Regions from separate parts of the Ostrinia nubilalis genome. Here region 1 is linked to region 2. Evidence: chromatin contacts called from public Hi-C data. All regions are on one chromosome and are shown on one strand. The core of a region is the stretch at or near the end of the contact, and the rest is flanking DNA. Distances in the headings are between cores, read along the strand shown. Region 1 holds the start of LOC135085025 (myb-like protein X). Region 2 holds the start of LOC135084789 (dymeclin).

Evidence for each region. A called contact is a pair of places that touch in the nucleus more often than the background predicts.
Region 1: a contact with region 2 is called in a Hi-C map of whole larva, with 10 times the contacts expected there. The contact joins the promoter of LOC135085025 here to the promoter of LOC135084789 in region 2. A contact is called at or near these places in 2 of 5 Hi-C or Micro-C datasets (whole body and whole larva).

Annotation. Positions count from the first base shown.
Region 1 is chr27:3,561,756-3,564,455 of ilOstNubi1.1, forward strand. It overlaps LOC135085025 (myb-like protein X), which reads left to right and starts at 1,413. Exons shown (of 17, transcript XM_063979807.1): 1 at 1,413-1,454; 2 at 1,583-1,730; 3 at 2,430-2,485. The coding sequence starts at 1,650. LOC135084746 reads right to left here and starts at 1,221. Exons shown (of 19, transcript XM_063979485.1): 1 at 935-1,221; 2 at 767-810. The coding sequence starts at 1,031.
Region 2 is chr27:3,001,213-3,004,022 of ilOstNubi1.1, forward strand. LOC135084789 (dymeclin) reads left to right here and starts at 1,316. Exons shown (of 25, transcript XM_063979527.1): 1 at 1,316-1,426. LOC135084852 (putative ATP-dependent RNA helicase TDRD12) reads right to left here and starts at 930. Exons shown (of 3, transcript XM_063979588.1): 1 at 555-930. The coding sequence starts at 829.

The sequences.
Region 1 (2,700 bases), core at 163-2,662, 560 kb after region 2:
AGGCGACTTAGGGACTACACATCAAACAGAGAATGGGCAGCAGCGCTCTCTGAAACACATCAATCTTTTAAACTGCGATCTCCAACCCGCCTGCCTAGCGTGGAGATTATGGCAAAACCCTCCACTATAGTGGAGGAGGCTCATAGTCCAGCAGTGGACTGTAAAGGGCTGTTGATGATGATGATGATGTTTTAACTATCCCACCATTGTTTTAACCTTCTTAGGTTGAAAAGCCTTGAAACAAGCAAGTTCTATGGTGATAACTTTATATTTACTACAGTAGTAGGTACCTATTTGATGTCAAATAAATGTCCATGACCCTGAATATAAAAAGAAAGATGAGTTTTTGACTAAATCTCTACCTGTTTTACAAAGATATCTCTGTATTAAAGTAATTTATACTTTAAAAAACCCTTATTATTTGATGTGATTATGAAAACAAAATAAATTATAACACAAACAAAAAGTTTCATGCAAAAGTGGGAGTAAAACATACTAACTGACATCATACCACAAACCATTCATGATTGTAGCCTATAACTGGGCCACAGAACAACCATACACATACATACAGGCGTACACAGACGCGCCGTGGTCATCCCCGCGTTATCTAGCAATTTCTCAACAGTACAAGTGAACAAAACTTGCATATTTAAACGGATAGCCGCTGAGGCATTCAATTTATTACTTTCTCCAACTAACAAAATGTTCTCGCGAACTATGAATGAAATTACCAACGTACATAAACAAAATAACATTCACTTACGTCGTATGGTGCATTTTTTTCAGCGATCGAGGCTTTATCGCGGTCTGAAAATGGAAAGAGCACAAATAAGCAACTAGGTTGATCCGAGATGTTCGACCGAGAAATACGATTATGCCATTGGTATGTTGTATAACCGATGTTGTATTATTAGATTTAGAAGTACACTACCATCGTCCTCGGAGCCCGATGGCCCGGTTGCGCTTTCAGTCTTTTTGGGGACTGTGCTATCCATAACTTCGATATGATCACTGTCCCCCGAGGCCATTTTTGTTTTCCTGTTACACCCCCTATTTTGAAGTCTCTCGATTCAATGTATGCACAATATTAATTCTCATGGCTCACATCACACTTGCATCGCTAGCACAATGATTCACTATAATTTAATTAGAAGAAATCAATTAGTTTACGCGAAAACGCTCGCCCGAAGCATTCGACTGACACGACCGCTCATTGTAACTGTGTTGCCAACTGAAAAATAAATTACCATTAATACCATAGACTAGAAACTTATGTCGACAGTGATGTTCTAATCTGCTTCTCCCACAAAAACCGTAAATCGTAAACAAAATAAGCATTTTAAGGGTTAAACAAAAAAAAATACAATCAAATGGCAACCATACTCTCTAATCTGTGATGGCAACACCGAGGAACGCCATGTTTATTTCTTTTCCGTCATTCCTTTGCCGCGGTAAGATTTTTAAGGTTATTTCTTATCTTGGCGTCTTTAGTTATTTTCGCTGAATAATACAACATAATATTATTAACGGATAGACGATTACTGTGTGAATAAACAACTGTGGTGTTTTGAAATTCCAGCCATTTAGCGCTACGGTGTTGGTATCGTCTGAAGCGTTTGCTATTTGATTTGCGGCATTCTATCAAAATGGGAAAAAAAGTGAGAGAATACAAGTCTGGAGACTTCATTTTCGCCAAAGTTAAAGGGTATCCAGCATGGCCAGCCAGGGTGAGTGCTATCAGGGCTTGTAACGAGCAATCTAACTTGCAAAAACGCTGTAATGAATTCTAATTGGATGAGCGCGGGAAGACATATTTGAGTGATGCTTTCCATCCGAATTTTGTGGCATTGCTTGTGAAATTGTGAGCATTTCAAGCTTCTAAACTCATCACAGTTCCCCACGATCCTGTTAAACCATCCAAAAGCCAGTTTCTCTTACAATAAAACCAAGAAATGTACATTAACATTGTGGACCCATTTGCCAACGCGTCGCCCACTCAGTGCGCTTACCCTGCATCGTTTAACAATATCTAACATGTTATCAGTGCTCAGTTTGCGAATACATTAACTACATTCGATGTTGTTGAAAACTTTAACAGTTATCACTGTTACAGCCATCTTGTAACCAATTTTGTACTGAAAAACTAAAATGCTAATTTAGTTCTTTGTTGGAATATGTTTGATTTTAAATCCCTAGTATTTTAAACAATAATGAGCATCTACTCAAAGTATTTAGAAAAAATATGTAAATACATAATGTAAAATGATAATTACTAGTTTTCATGAATAAAATAATTAGTTTTAGAACAAACCTTAGAATAAATTTATTCTAGTATGATGCACCATAAGTAGGTAACATTTTATTCGTATTAATTTATAATTCATAATGTTGAACTTTTCGATTGATAAATAAATTTTTTGTTTCAGGTACAAAGACTGAATGGCAAGAAATATTTTGTATATTTCTATGGAACAGGAGAAACGTAAGTTGCTAACAAATAAAATAACTGTATTTCACCCAGTTCAAATAACTTTTTTGAATTAAATACCAAATAATTAGCATAATAACTAAGGCAATAAAAGAAATTATGTCTAACAAGAATTAATAAAATGTGAGACTATGAGCAATAAATAAGAATTTGACAAAGCAAAACCAACTTGACATTTTATTATGTTTACTTCATTGCACAAAGAACTT
Region 2 (2,810 bases), core at 66-2,565:
CATAAAATTCAATACATCAAAAATTTATCCTAAAATAAAATAAAAATTTTCACACCATGTGAAAAATTGGTGATTTTTAATAAAAAGAGAAATTAAATAATCAGTAGCTATAATGAGATTGTAGTTACCTTTTTTTGGGAAATATTATCTTTAGGAATAGTTCTTGCAACGGACGAAGGCGAGTGAGCTTTACTTGTGTGTGTATGTTTATTTATATGCACATAACGTAGTGTAATCAAAACTTTTGAAGAATGAACAGTAGAGAGCCACCACACATGTAAAGCTCTCTCGCCTGTGATTTGCAACAACTTTAATTATTGTAAAAGAACAGTGATGTTGGACAAACTATAATCATTAGATTATAATAATAAGCATGTCTTTCGCGCAGCTACATCAATGGATGAATTTTATGGATACGCAAAGAACACAAAATGACAAAAAGTACTAAAAAAATATTTTATTTTGGTAGCTGTAGAAGCTCCTAATAATCGATAGACCATTATTTCAATCAATCCGGCATTATTGAAAAAGTATTATCAATGTTTTCAACCTACCTGCGATCTATGTGTGTCGGGCAAAACCATACTTCCTTAGCGTCAGCAAACGTTTCCTGCATCATTAAAGTTACAGCCGGCACCCAATCTCGACATCGCTGATAAACGGTGCTTTCTTTACCGCTCTCCAAGTCTATAGTATTTTCAAAGGGTAGAATACCGTATATTCCTAGTTGTTCGTAGTTGTATTCTTTATTTTCTGAGACTACTTCAACCCATATCAAATGGGGGCTCCGATAGTGGAGGACCTCCACTAAGTAGCGGTCAGGCCCCATGATTATAGTTCCTAGTGCCTACTGCCCGGCCAATTTAGCTGCATCGATCGGCTGAAGACTTCACACAACTATAGTTTTTATAATTTTCAGCATCTCTCGTGGTGGACTCGATTGAAAATTCAAAGAGTGAAAGAGAAAAATAATGAGTGAATGGGCAGGAAATGAGACAAGCGGTCGTCGTTCATTCGTTCCTCGCATATTTTGTCTATGACCATTCATTCAATAATGTTGCCAGTAATGCCAACACACTTTACCCTTAACCCTTAACTTTATCCAAACTCAAACTGACTGAACACGTACTTAATACGATTTATTTTAACAATCGAATTATAACAATCAGGGGCATTGCCGGTAAATTACGAGCCATCATTTTAATTTTCTTGTGTATTTTTTGCTTTTGGTCCTGGATAAAATTGTGTTGTCTGCATGATAGTTAATATTAAAAAAAAGAAAAACAATGACATTGTCAAAAAATTGACAGTTCATGTATGACAAAACGGCAATGATTTCGTGGCGAAAATAGTTTTCGGCGTTATAAATTAATTATTTGTTGTTGTGCTTATGTTCTTGTTATTGCCGAGTCAGTAAACTATCCAGGTAACTTTTTGTTCCTATTAAAACCGTCTGAACAAACGATACTGCTTACTACGCACAGTGTATAGATCTGTTATAGTTTTACCCATTAACTTCTAATAAAACGCATATAGGCTTTAATTTACGACTCAATTCACTCAATACACAGCCTTAGTACATGCTTTACATATCTGATAAGAAATATTGATCTACAAGACGGTTACAAAAGGATTTTCAGCTTAAATTTCAGTTTACTAACATACAACTGCATAGTATGTGTGAAGTGTTGGATCAATGCAAAGAGTATGCAAATCACAACACTTTGAACTCCGACCCCACTAATTTCAATAACTGCAGTCATGTAATGGCCATTCTTGCCTACTATGCTGAATTTAAGAGTGAATATTGTAGGTTTTCTAGCTATAGAACATGAAAATACTATGCTTATTATCTTCTCATAATGTACTTAAGTGTGAACAGAAAACAAGTGTATTATTTGGTAGTCTGTAACACCAAGTTTGATTATAGTTTTTATTGGGATCAACTTCATATCAGTTGTGTTTCTAAAAATTTCTTCCATATTTTAGAAAACATAATTCACTTTCTTTACTCTGATAAAATATACAGATATAAATTACAGTGTGAATCATATTTGATTCACAGGATAAGTGGCAATCTAGTTTGTTTATTATATTGTGATTAGAAATAAGATTATTTTATTGTATTTAAATTGTTATCAATGAAGTGAATTAAAACACACAAGTGTAAGCCTAAAAGTGTAAATCAATAGCTCAATCAGGCATTGAATTACATAAAATTCAAGGCTTAATTATAAGATTTTTGTGTTGCAATATGGCCAATGTTGGGAATTTGGACCAAATCTTCATTGCTCTGCTAGAGAGAGATGTGCTCCTGCAGAGACTAAGGCCCAGAACAGATGGTGAAACGCAACTGCAACGAAACTGCAACTTTCTGATGATTCTTATGAATGAAACTGAAACTGAAAGTTTCAAACTGGTCGCGTCATGTGTGGTCTCTCAACGGATGCTATGGCAGAAACTTAGATGCAACTCAAAAGTACTAGCAGTTGCAGTTTCGTTCCAGTTGCGTTTCACCGTCTGTTCTGGGCCTAAATGACCATAATGATTTGGCTTATTAATCTAAACAAGGGATAAATATTTTCACACTCTTAATGCTCACTTGTATGTATAGTTTTCATTGTTTTTATCATCATCTTCATCTCACCTGATGGAAAGTGATGATGAAATGGTATTAAGTAACTCTTAGGACTTACATAAAGGAGTATTATAACTTAAGTTTCTAAGATCAATCAAAATACTTTTATTTATTTTTTTAAATTCAATGTTTTACATTACATGATGATTCAAATTTCTATACAAATAAAATA